Linked DNA regions of Hordeum vulgare: region 2 is linked to region 1. Evidence: chromatin contacts called from public Hi-C data. All regions are on one chromosome and are shown on one strand. The core of a region is the stretch at or near the end of the contact, and the rest is flanking DNA. Distances in the headings are between cores, read along the strand shown. Region 1 holds the start of LOC123425816 (probable mitochondrial import inner membrane translocase subunit TIM21). Region 2 has its middle 130 kb from the start of LOC123425818.

Evidence for each region. Hi-C and Micro-C count contacts between places; a contact is called where the count stands out from the background.
Region 2: a contact with region 1 is called in a Hi-C map of leaf, with 4 times the contacts expected there. The contact joins the enhancer-like site here to the promoter of LOC123425816 in region 1. A contact is called at or near these places in 2 of 6 Hi-C or Micro-C datasets (leaf and seedling).

What each region holds. Positions count from the first base shown.
Region 1 is chr2H:197,285,715-197,293,019 of MorexV3_pseudomolecules_assembly, reverse strand. LOC123425816 (probable mitochondrial import inner membrane translocase subunit TIM21) reads left to right here and starts at 5,991. Exons shown (of 7, transcript XM_045109551.1): 1 at 5,991-6,245. The coding sequence starts at 6,125.
Region 2 is chr2H:197,509,083-197,516,028 of MorexV3_pseudomolecules_assembly, reverse strand. No RefSeq gene overlaps it. Among protein-coding and RNA genes, the nearest start is that of LOC123425818, 130 kb to the left of the region's middle. Within about 2 kb of position 3,603, at least 3 of the 3 cell types and tissues checked have open chromatin away from gene starts, as enhancers often do. A contact at or near this core is called in leaf and seedling, where this site is marked.

The sequences.
Region 1 (7,305 bases), core at 4,742-7,241:
CTCTTCAGTGAGTGGTCATCACATAGAGTTGCATCATCTCAGGAACGGGTGGGTGACATAGAACAAATGTTTTCTTGCTTCTTATCCTGACCTGCATCTAATAATATACCTCGTGCTCGTGCTTTCAACTTGTGATCTTTAGCAACATTTGGATGGGTGGGCATTTGCGCTTGACTGTTTATCTCACCGAATGGTTGCCTAGAACAAATGTTTTTTGTGTTTTCGGACATTCATGCCGCCACTTCAACTGTTGCTTGTCGTGCGCAATCTAGGTTGCAACGCAAGATTTGACCAATAGTTTTTGTAACTTGCTTCTTTATTAGGCTGAGTTGCCAAACTTTCTATCACAATTGCTTGGCATATGGATTGATTGTTCTGAACATGACTTTGAACTGACACTGTTGGTACTCAATCCACCGCCCCTTGTCGCATCGTAATCCATCAGATGTTGTTGTTGTGCTTGATGCTGCATTCACTTCCACCTGGGTCTTGCAACTGACAAAACTTGCCTCTTTAGCAATGGAGTTGCCTGTTTTTTGTGCTGGAAATGGCGAGATTTCTTAATAGTTGTGTGCCTTTGTTTGGCACCATGCCATTGGAGGTTATTTTTAGCACACCTTTCATATAATTCCTCTGCAGTTGTTATAACTACTGTTGGCTCCAATATGAAGCTGACATTCTTCTTATTCTTTGATGGGAGAGGTGGTAGTTGACTCTCTACACCTTTCTTTGCTTTGTCGCCCAAATCATGCATTGCACCAAGTTCCTTCATCATTATCTTGCAAGTGGCTTTTGGGAATAATTCTTCTAAGTTCAATGTGCTAACTTCCATCGTCTCTAATCCCATCAAAAGCTCTTCAAAAGCCTTCCTCGCTTAACATGCGATTGATGGCTCATCAAGGACTTCTTTTCACTTGAATAAGTGGTATAGCTGGCAGTCTATTTTCCTGCTCCAACATGATGACATCTCTGATGTTGATTGGACAACAGTCATCAAGATCTTTAGGTGTAATGTCCTTCTTTGAAGCAGAAACTGCAGTGTGCATTCCTCATCATCGTCACTATCCGTGTTGCGAGTTGTCCATCATTATTCTCGTTGTTCGCACCACCATCGTTGTGGTCATTGTTATTGCCTCCGCTTCCATCCTCATCAAACTTGTCGCCCCCCCCTTCCCATCCTCCTCCTTATCTTCTTCCATATCACTGCCTTTATCCATATCATCGTCACCATCATCGTCACCATCATCATCTTCTCCTTTATCTTCATCCACTTCCTTTTCTTCGCTTTCTTTCTCTTCATCATTTTTCTCTCCCTCATCTTCCTCTTGCTCAACTGTACTTGTCACTATAACAGTTGGCTGCACTTCCACATCCTTGCCAGCAATGTCATCCACATCTACTTGAACATCTTGTTCCAATTCACTGGTACCTGCTTTCTCACTAGAGTTGCGCCCAACATGTCCCCTTCAGAACTGGTCATCATCATCGTAATCTGAGTCTCCATCACTATCGCTCTCAGTTTTATCAGCATCATCATCTCATTCCCCGTTGTCCGACCTGTATGACTCTACTCCACTGGGTAAGCTATCATTGCCTTGTTCGCTTTGCACACTTTTGCTATCACTGAGCAAATCTTTGCTGGTTATTTCCATTGTTTTTTGCCTGCTTGTTCCCATTTTCCTAGGTTCTGCCCTCCTTGTCCCAGCTTCATCATCATGAATCCTGTCGATTTTGTACACACATTTTCCAACTGAATGCAAAATATCAGAACACATTTCGTGCACCATATCCGATACTTCTTTTGTTTCTGCAAAACAGATACAGAAACAAATGGAAAATAGGTTTAGATAATCATACACAAAATAAAGCATATTTTAACAACTAAGATTTTCCTAGAAAAAATGGGTGACTTGCCTACAGAAATGCATTAGCTTATCTATAAAAATCATTGAACAAAAAGGAGTTCCTTGAAATAATGGAGAAAAAGATTAGTCCAAAATATTTAAACATTGGACTTGCCAAAAAAATGCTTGACTTTTATGCAAAAAAAGGTTTCCTTAATAATTGCAACAAACTGTATTGAGTTGTGTACATAAATTTCATGAGGGTGCCACCACTGAAAATAAGGCACGTAATTATGTGACGTAATAGAAAGTGAGGTTGCCTACTTAACTGTAAGAAAATGCTTACATAAAAGTTTAAAACTTCCATGGTAAAACATAACAAATTTAGATTATAAAAACAGAAGCAAAATTCCTAACTGTAAGGAAACAAACACTAAATAAATGTCTTACTTCTTTATTATATGAGCCGGGTAATCTCGCGGCAACAAATTTTGTGATGTGATCCATGCTTCCAAACAATCTGTCGTCCGCACACTGGGAAAATCAGTCTTGAGCTGATTTCATTGTTGGTACCAAAAAACAAAAAATGTGAGTACAAGAGATCCATGAGAAGTAAGTGTACCACTTGCTCACAGAACTAAAATTGCGTGATGTGCTGGTTGGATACTGACATGTTAAAACATTACAACTATCGTAAAAAGTTCCCCCTAAAAGTTGAAATGAATCACTAACCTAAACAATGAGTTAGCCACCCCCAACCTTATGCCTTATAAAAACATATTGTGTGCATTATCAAAATATGTCTTGCATGCTTGTCCTAATACTGAATTTCAAAGTTGTCTGACCAAGCTTATAAGACTTGCCAGGCTTAAATATATGACTTGCTTGTTTTTTTATAATGCTATGTCTTGCATTTCAAAAAAATGCAATAGAGAAAAATTATATGCATGACCAAATAAAACACAGGTGGGGCAATAAAAAAACGCACCCGTAGTTTGCCATACTGACCCGGGCCCTTCTTATCCTTCTTCACAACTTTTGGAATTAGATCTGAGTTTCAAACAAAAACTCTTGGCCTTAAACTTGGTATAGGTTCATCCACATCCAATGAATCTAGATACAACAACTGCATGTGAGATAACAAAATGAATAAAAATCACATGAATTCCCCACAAGAGCCAACAAAAAAATAGAAAAAATGGGCAAATCAGGGAAAAGGGATATGCACTTACTACAAGATGAAAAACACATGAGCATACAACATTCTTTTTGACACCTGCTACTGTAAATGTTGCCTTTAGCTGATCAACAACAAACTGGTAAACATTCGTCTATGTTATACCATTGACATCCATAACATCAGAGAAGCTTTTAGGCGAGACGTTTAGATTTGTTGTTGGTGCAAGGAAGCAGGGAAAGACAACTGCTAGCCAAGCACGAAGAAAGTTGTCGTTGTAAGCTCCATCCATATCTTCAATCATATTACACCATGCCATGAGCGTAGGTGAGTTCTTGGAGGTATTATTGCAGATGTTGTAAATGGCCTTCGTGATTTCAGGTCGATTCTCGAAGCAAACCTTCCTACCCCTATTTGGCAATCCCCATATTCTATGCACGCTCACTGCATCTATCGAAATATTCCCCATGTCTAGTATAACAATTTGGGACATCTCACGGTCATAGTGCTTCATGATCCATTGGCTGAGATCTACATCCATGGTAGTGCCTCCGAGGTCCAACGAACCACCGAACCCTTTGCTAATAATGAGAGGAATAAGCGTTTTGTTTAGTTTGTACAACCTTGCAGGCGATCCCTTGTTCCTAAAAACTTGAAGAAATAAAACAAAATCATCAAAAACCCTATTAAATGATATGATCATTTCGTATACAATTATGTTGGTTAGCAACTCACAAACAATAAATTGGGAAAATGCAGTAGAGAAAAGAGGCAAATACTGTATTACCTCATTTCCTACAGTCTTCTCTCGCTTTGTTTTTGTGGGACAATCTTCAACGTCTTTGTCAGGCTCAGGGGTGTCTTCGTCATTCTCCTGGTCATTATTAGTGTCTTCACGTAAGTCCACGTTACTATCAATGTACCCAATCATGGGCAACCCACAAGTTGCAGTCAGTTTTGAGCCTCTCCGACGATGCTTGTACCCAATCATGTGCAGATCAATACGATCCTATGAAAACAGAAACATGAATCATCGACACCGCACCATAGAAAAAACAAATGCCAATTATATGCAGCACATGAACATCAACACCGTAAAATAGGATCTTATGAAAATGAATCATCAATACCTTTGTTTCGGTTGTTTGATTATCTGTGGTAACATCATGAGGTTGAGCATTGGGGTTTACTGACAGGCGGTCTCCCTTAACACCCTTACTGCTCCCATCCATTAATTCCTGCATGCATTGGTGCATAGTTAACTACTTCACGGGCCGGTGCTTCATCTATATTAGGTAGAAACATTGACAATAACATGCAACTAAATAAAACAACTATCACAAAACAAACTACACTAAAAACCATCACAAACAATGCGGAGATGACATCCATCTACTAGGAAAAAACATTAACAAAAAGAAGCAACTAAAATCAAAACAAGTTAACAGCTAAAACACAAAACACTAATGCACAAGCAAGTTTACATATATGTATTAGGCGGAACAATGAAAAATAACACGCAACTACTAAACAACTATTACAACATCACCTAAAAATGCAACAAATGCACATGCAAGTTGACATCCTTGAGTTAAGCAAAAAAAACATCAAGTAGTAGACAACTAACAAAACAGATGTTAGGCAAATTGCACAGAAAATTGCATACAATAATCGACACGTGTACCATAAAAAACAAGAAGAACAATGTCACTAAACTATAAACAGGACTCAAATGCCATGTGACATATGTGTCGTACATATCTCATAGAACCCCTAGCAAAAAAGCATCAAAAAGCAAGCAATAGCTACTTCAAAATCCCCTAATCCAAGCGATATCTAGTGCCCCTCCACCATCTCGATAGCTACCACTACTACTTCGACCACGATGTCAGGAATTTCATCCCGGATCTCACAAAACGTCGAACTCCTCCTCAAATTGAAGCTGAAACTAGAATCCCCAAATCCTGACTCCCCGGAATCTCAATCTACATGTGCACCACCGCACCGGTTCTGCAAGCAAATAAGACTACCAGGACCACATGCAAGCAAGCACACTATGCGACCCCTCCACCACGCACATAGAGGAAAATGACAGGGGATGCTGCAAGCTGACTGAGAAGCAAACTACCGAGGTTACGACGTCGATTTCGACCTCTTCCATCACCGCACCATCGCTCCTTCATACACCTTGCTAGCCGTCGTTCCTCTCCCTCACCGGTAGATCTGGTCCCTACGCGGCCTAGAGCATCACCATTGCACCAAATGCTCGGACGCTCACTAGAACACGGATCCTACGGCTGGAATCGTCGCGCGATAGAAGGAAGGAAGAAGGGATGGCGAGGAATCGCCGAATTCGTCGCCGAAGAAGGGAGAGAGAGGAGCGGCAGTTCGAATGCGAAGAGTCGCTTCTCTCTGGTGGGGGAGGGTGGTGAAAGCGACGTGGCGTGGATACGGACGCACGACTGGGACGACCGCGCGACACCTGCATTAAAAGGGCCGGACTGGCTATCGTCCTGACTGAGCGGCACCTGTGCTACCGATCGATTGATCGAACGGCACGCGAGGGTGTGCGTTCGGGACAAACAACAAGCACACAAACACTTTTTAGAATTTGGTTTGTTGTATAAATATGATACTTGTTGTAAACACGCAATTTGGTTGACTAACTCGGCGGTAGAGCAACCGGATCGTAACGATAACGACCATTGCAAAAAGTGTTTGTTGCAATCCAAACGAGCACAACATAGCGCTTGTGCCAAAAGCTGGCTGACTTGGTGATAGATCGGACGGTTGTCTCAGCGTCATCGGCTGCCTGCCGATCTGATTTAGGCGGCGTTCGGATTCCCTCCGCTCTCCTGTTAAAAATTTTGAAGCTGGACCAAGCTGGCTTCGCTCACTCCGTGGAGCAGAGCATTGCCGAACAGTGCCTTAATCTTTACGCGGCCGACTCGTAGAGCCCAACTAGAAAACGCTCCATCCTCTCACAAAAACAAAGGAAAAAAAACTGGGAAACGATCTAAAGTCGTCTAAACCCCCTGGAAGGAGGGGGAAATCCCTAATAACCCCCGCTCGCCTTTCCACGGCGAAAGGCATCCCGGCGGCGATGGCGGCGGCCGCGGCAAGGTCCGGATCCCGGCGCTTGTTCTCCATATCCGCCCTGGTGCCTCCGAAGCCGCCAACCCCTCCCCCGAAGGCAGACCCCTTCGCCAGCCTCTTCATCCCCGGTTTGATTCTTTCTTCCCCCTCCCCTTCTCCGTCTCCCATTATTTCCCCTCTCAGCTTTCCTCGCATCTGGAGATATTCGCTTTACTAACAGGGGAGTGGTCTTGCGGGATTCGCTAGAGTCAGGTAGGTTTCGTTTTGGCTGGGCAGTTCTCTAGTGAGGGCTTGATTATATAAGCTGGCGTCTCGGACATTAGACAACTTTTTGGTAGCACGCTCACAAAGTTTACATATTCAGTTATGCTGTTGCAGCATTGCTTATTCAAGCCCTGCATTCATTTATGGGTTCGGACTGCTTTATGATTACCCTATTTATTCAATTTATATAGATCTAATAGTTTGAAAAAAAAAACATACAGACCCATGGAGTAGTTGCAAATCATGGACATGAATTATGTTGAGTAATCCGAGCATATACATTTTCCGGCATTGTTCATATGATGCGATTAGATGTACTCTGTTCTGCATCCGTGGATAATTAACTCTGAACCATATGATCAAATTGTCTGTTTTTTCTGGAAGAGTTAGACCTTGTGAAAGATACTCCATACCTTGCTTAGATGGAAGATAAAGATGGACCTATACACGAATCCAACCACATTTGTTCAATTCAGTCTCACGCCAAACCGCGTCCTGACAAACTCTATGAGTCTTCTGTTTATCTGTGACGAAGCCAACATCAGAGCACTGTGATGTTAGATGAGCATCTTTCTCTTTGAATCATAAAAATTCTGCAGGATCATGGAATGGAAGCTGACCACTCTTCTGAGATTCTATCATTCAACTGTTTGAGCTGAGACTACATATTGAAACTGAAAGATCAGTTGAATCAATAATGGACTAGCAGAACAGCGGCCTTGTTTGCAGGCTGCATAATCCTGATTCTAACTACAATAGCAATCCCAATATCTCTCCACTTTCTCTGAAGGCGCCTCTGTTCCATCTTTTGTTTCTTCTGCTTCTCCCTGTCAACTTTATTATTTTCATTTAAAATGCCATCACCAGCAGCGAAGGTGGTGATTGACTAAGCATCATAAATTAGACCAGTGATGTTTCCCACTA
Region 2 (6,946 bases), core at 2,354-4,853, 230 kb before region 1:
CTATTAAAAGGGGTCCTTAATATCCCTTAGTTTCCTTATGGACCCCGCTGCCACGGGAGGGCGGGACAAAAGATGCCATACAAGTTCTTATCGCAAGCACGTATGACCATATACAGAATACATGCCTACATTATTGGAGCTACTTTTGTGTCACTCTAGTGTCACTCTAGTTTTACATGATTGGTGTCATCTAAATTATTATCCATCACCTGTCCACATACCTAGGTGATGACCGACAAGTATAGGGGGTCAATCATTGTCCTTTCAATAAGTAAGAGTGTTGAACTGAACGAGGAGTAGAAGGGAATGACAAGCAGTTTTCAGCAAGTTATTCTTTGCAAGTGTCGTTAGTAATAGTGATAGATAGTTTCGTAGGAAGATAATTTGTAACAACTGACAAGTAACAATAGGAACAAATATGCAGCAAGATATCCAAATCCTTTTTATATCAAAGTACAGGCCGAGAAGTTCTCTTATACGAGGTAAACGCTCCCGAGGACACATGGGAAGTATTGTCTAGTCATGTTCATCATGTTAAGTTGATTCGCGTTCGTCACTTTGATAATTTGATATGTGGGCGGACCGGTGCTAAGGTGTTGTTCTTACTTGAATAAGCAACCCACTTATGATTACCCCCTCTCGCAAGAATCCGCAACTACGAATGAAGAATTAAGATAAATCTAACCATAGCATGAAACATGTGGATCCAAATGAGCCCCTTATGAAGCAACGCATAAACTGGGGTTTAAGATTGTGTCACTCTGGCAACCCATCATCTACTTTTTACTCCACAATTCCTTCCCTAAGGCCCATAACATGGTGAAGTGTCGTGTAGTCGACGTTCACACGACACCACTAAGAGAAGCAACAACACCACTAAGTGAAGTGTCGTGTAGCCCATAACATGGTGAAATATCAAACGAATAGCAACTATACATGCTTATTATAACAAGACTTCTCCCATGTCCTCAAGAACAATATTAACTACTCACACCTCATCAACATGTTCAAAATCAGAGGTGTAATAATGGTGATCTAGGATGTGAACATAAAATCTTCCACCAAGTAATCAAACAAGCATCAACTACAAGATGTAATCAACACTACTAGTAATCCACAGGTACCAATCTGAGGTTTTCAGACAAAGATTGAATACAAGAGATGAACTAGGGTTGGAGATGAGATGGTGCTGGTGAATATGTTGATGAATATTGGTCCTCCCACGAAGGAGGAAGCGTTGGTGATAATGATGGCTTCGATCCCCCCTCCCGGAGAGGAATTCCCCTGGTAGAATCTCTCTTCCGGAGAGCAAAAGGGCCTCTCCCTAGGTTTCCGTCTCCCAACCGCGACATTTTCTTCCGAAAGTATGCTTCTGATTTTTTCTAGATGAAAACACACCATATAAGAGAAGAGTGGTGTTGGGAGGCCTGCTAGGCCCCCATGTGGCATCACGGCGCGGCCGTGGGGGTGGTCGCGCATTGTTGGCTCGTGGCCAGTAGGTGGCCCCCCTCTGGTATATTCTTGTCCCAATAATTCTTATATATTCCATAACAATTTTTCATGAAATTTCACGTTATTTGCAGTCCAGTGATTTTTCACCCTTTTCTTGGTTTTCAAGTCCATAAGCCTAGTGCCCGACAGTTTCCCTCTTCGTGGTGTACCTTCCACATTCAGAGAGAAAATGCATATGAATTGTATCATAATGAGGAATAAAGGACAAAAATAACATAATTATCAATAAGAATTCATGATGCATAATGGACGTATCACTATGCTTTTCATATAATGAATCTAGCTAAGTTACTATTGTTGCTCCTACTATTACAATCACTACAAAACTGCTGATGTTACCCTTACTACCACTATTTTGATGTGGTACTAAAACTTTTGCTGCACGGAGATATTCCAGGCATGGTTGAATTGACAACTCAGCTGCTAGGATCAATAAATATTCTATACCCCGAGAAGAGTGTTGTAATCCCCTATACTTGTGAGTTATCAAGACCTTTTTCTGGCATTATTATCCAGGAGCATAGCTCTATTTATTGTGTTCACTTGAGGATATCCAATTTCCACTATGATGAATCTCAAAGATACTAGAACCAAGATCATACCCTCTAAGAGAGGGGAGGTAAGGAACTGCCAACTAGCTCTTCTTTTGATTCACCTACTGTTTTGAATCATCTTATGACACCACCACTTGTTGCTTGGTGTGATATGTCGCAAGTACTTGATGATGCTATTTCTGAATTTCATGAAACTTATGACGATGCTACTTCTATACTTGATAAAAATAAATATGTACCACTTGGTCAATTGCTTGGTGCTCATATTGCTAGATCCTCACATATTGAAAATGTTGAAACTGAGGAAAACTATGATTCACCTATTATGCCTAGCTCTTGTAATAGATATGAATTTCCTGATGTACCTGCGGGTTATATTATGTAGGGGGGGATAGATAGAGATTTTCTTTCTTGTAATGATAGAGATGATTTGAAAAAATTCTATGCAAACTGAAAGGCAAATCTATGATGGAAAAAATGAAACATGATCCTAAATTTGCTACTTCTCCTATATGTGTTACTAATAGGGATTATGAATTGTGTGTTGATCCTTAGTTAATCACTACTAGTCATCAATCTGAGCGCCTGCATGGGCTAGTTATTACTCTTTAGAAGTTCTAAAGATGTTACTCTTTTTTCTGTAGACATAGCTCGTGTGAGTCCATCTTTATTCATTATTTTCATGAATATGTCACTAACAATTATAGAAATATAAAATTATGAAATATTTTTCATCACATTCCTATTTGTATGTTTTTTGTTTGACCCATGTTAGTAATCTTCATCCCGCGTTACATCCGATAATCAACCAAAATCAATCTCTAATATACAACATCAGGTATCTCCACATTTTTTTAATTTCATAAACATTTTGGTACCACACTTATTTCTGCAGTTGCATGCAAATTTCATAGAATATAAATTCTTGTATGATTTTTCTTCCATATTTGGTTAGACACGTGAATAGTTTGAACTGAAGATCATTTCTAATTTTTTGAAATTGCCCACGAAACAAGTAAATTTGTGAAATGCGTGCTCGAAAGGTAGAGCTCAAGTGAAATGGTATTGTGAAAACATGAAACTTTCCATGTACGTGAGTGACACCTAATATTTAGTCTGTTTCTATTAGGATTCGATAGTATAACTCTCAAAAAAATACATCTATGGTTATGAATGCATTAATTTAAAGCATATCATAATATCAATAGAGAGGGCATGTGAATCAAATTGCAACAAGCATAATTAACATTTGAAAGAAACCTTCTCCTTGCTCAAACCATATGCATCTCTTCATGTTACCATATGTGATCACATATATCTTCATGTATTACAAATGTGATTAAACTTTTGCATGAAACTTATGATTGTTAATACAATAAATTAAAACAAAAATGCTTCTTTATCAGCTCCCAGGATGCAAGGATCGACCGCGCTGACGGCAACAACCCAACAACGAGAGGCTCGATAACCTCGCCTCTGGCCCAACGGCCCACGAGGAACCGCCGACCCAACCCATGTGTCCATGGGCCAGTGTGGGCAGCGTGAGGTTCCCTCTCCCCAGCTACTTGAGGGGACGACGGCTGAGGAAGCATCATCCAGTGGATCACGGCACGGCGGCAGCTAGAACTCTAGAATCATTCCGCATCTGTGTGCATCATCTTGTAACCGAATTGGTACCTAGTTCGTGTAATGGAAGCTACTATCATCCCTGCTCATACATCTGGTATCAGATACAACCCACCCCACCATCACCACACCGATCTGGATCGATTCGTCACCACCAGATCCCAGAGACAGGCCCGCGCCCACCTCGCCGACATGGATCCGGTCATCTAGACCTTCCTGGAGTGCCTCGACAACACACTGAAGGAGCACACCGCAATGCTCAACACCTCCAACGCCAAGGTCAACGATCTCCTCTCCTTGCGGCCCGATCTTGAGTGGCGCGTCGCTGATCTGAGCGACCCGGTGGCGGCCCTGCAGGTCGCTCCTCCACCATCGCGCATGGACGGTGCGGCGATACACACGCCACCATCTCCACCCTCGCCCCCGCTACCTGCGACGACCGGCCTCCACATCGGGACCGCGTCTGGCGCGGTGCTTCCACCAGTGCAAGGGCCCAATGGGCATGGTGTCTTCACCACCACACGGGGGGCCACCAGTGGTATCCTTCCAGGCACCGCCACCGCCCCCAAACAATGGTGAGTTGCCCGATCCCCCTTCACCTACCACTCTCTCACCCTTTGCACACGCCGGCCAACTGCTCAGCGGATTCGGCCAAACACACCCGTCCATTCAGTTTCCTCGGTTCAAGGAGATAATCTGAAACTCTTTAAATATCCGTGTGAATAATACTTCACCATGTTTGGCGTATTACCATCGTTTTGGGTACCATGGATGCCTTGAATTTTTTGGCGCCTGCATCCGTTTGGTTGCAATCGATCCAAAAACGGTTGGCAGATTTTGACTGGGAGTCTTTCACTACTCTAATGTCCACACGATTCGGTCGTGATTGTCATCAGACGTTTATTCGATAGTTTTACACTATTCGCCAAACCACCTGTGTTTCTAATCACATAGAACAATTTGAGTCAATTATTGATCATCAGAGTTCCTATTCTGATAGTATTCATCCATTTTATTTTCTCACTCGCTTTGTGGAGGGACTCCGGAAGGAAACTTGTGCGGTGGTCTTGGTTCAACGATTGTCGGACCTCGAGACGGCGTGTGCGTTGGCGTTGTTTCTGGAGGAAGTGGCTGATGGGGTTTCACACCCCCCCCCCCCCCCCCCCCCCGCGTTCCCGATCTCACGATGGAGCGTCGAGGCCGGCGCTGCCTCTTCCGCTACCTCCACCACTGCCTTGACCTCTTATGGGGTACTCCATGCCAACAACAATGGACCGTCGCCGCACAGAGGCTGCACGCGTAACAAAAGAAAGGTCAAAGCCCTCCACAACTACCTAGGTGCTCGCGGGCTTTGCTGCAAGTGCGGCGAGCGCTGGGGGCATGACCATGTCTGTCCCACCTTGGTTCAGCTCCATGTGGTCGAGGAAATGCTCGAGCTCTTCGGCAGCGACTAATCTTCCGAGTCCAAGGACTGCACACCCCCAAGTGACACAATCATAGCCATTTCTCGCTCTGCCTTGGAAGGCGGAGTTTCTTCCCGAGTATTCTAGCTGCTCGCGTCGATGCAGGGCCATGAAGTGCTTCTACTAGTGGATAGCGGTAGCTCCACATCGTTCATTGACTAGAAGGTGGCGCAACAACGGTCACGCGTCATAGCACTAAAGCAACCTTGCTGAGTGCGCGTGGCATACGACAACGGACTAACCTGCACCGCTGTTCAGCCAGAGTGCGCCTGGTCATCACAAGGACAAGAATTCACAACTGACATGAAGGTGTTGCCGCTTGGAACTTACGATGCTATTCTTGGAATGGATTGTCCTGAGCAACACAGTCCAATGACAGTTGATTGGAAGCTCAAGGTGATCACACTATCCACCAACTTGGCTCCAGCCCGCTTGTTCGGTCATGAGCCCAACTCTACCACCTGCCAAGTTATCAACAACCTACAGCTCGAGAACTTACGTCGTCAAGGCTCCCTCCTGCATATGGTGTTCCTTTACCATGTCACAGAGACAACAATTTCCAAATCCTCCATTCACTCGGACCCACAACCCCTCCTGCACGAATATGAAGACGTCTTTGGAATACCCAGTGCTCCATCTCCTCAGCGCGCTTGTGACCAAAAAATGACTTGATGCCCGAGGCACAGTCGGCCAACATCAGACCCTACAGACACAGACCAAAGCACAAAACTGAGATTGAGTGGCAAGTTGAGGATTTATTACGCTCAGGGGTGATCCAACGCAGCCAAAGCAGTTTTGCCTCACGAGTCATTTTGGTTAAGAAGAAAGATGGCACTTGGCGTCTCTGCATTGACTATCGACAACTCAATGCGATGGCTTGCGTCAGTAAGTTCCCTATACCATTCATCGAAGAACTGTTGGATGAGCTGGATGCACCAAGTGGTTCTCAAAGATGGACCTCAGAGCAGGCTATCACCAAATCAGACTGACAGAAGGGGAAGAGTACAAAACTGCATTCCGAACACACACGGCACTATGAATTCAAGGTCTTATCATTTGGCTTGGCAAGCGGTCCAGCAACGTTTTTGGGGGCCATGACACACACCTTGCATCCTCTCGTGCGACACTACGTATTGGTTTTCTTCGACGACATCCTCATTTTCAGTGAGACATGGGAGGAACACTTGGATCATATTCGGCAAGTTCTGGAACTCCTCCGTAGGGATCCGTGGAAGGTCAAGTTAAACAAGTGTGAATTCGGTCATCGACAACTGTCCTAGTTGGGCCATGTCATCAGCATTCAAGGAGTAGGAACAAAGCCTAGCAAGATTGTGGAAGTCCAAGCATGGGCAACTCCACAGGACACAAAGGATGTGAGGCGCTTCCTAGGCCTGGCAGGTTACAATCGTCGGTTCGTCCGCAATTTCGGCATCATCGTGCGCCCATTGTTTAATCTGTTGAAGAAGGACCGACCCTTTGTCTGGACGGATAACATAGAGCAGACCTTTCAGCTTCGGATACAGCGTCTGACCACAGCCCTAGTCCTCGCCCTACCAGATTTCAACCGAACAGTCACCATCGAGACCGATGCATACGACAAGGGAATCGGAGTTGTGTTGCAACAAGATGGCCACCCAATTGCATTCATGAGCATAAGCCTGAGCCCAAGGTACCAAGGACTTTCAACATATGAGAAGGAATTTCAACATATGAGAAGGAATACCTCGTCATTATGGTTGTTGTCGAGCAATGGCGTCCCTATTTGCAGCACATGGAGTTCATAATCCATAC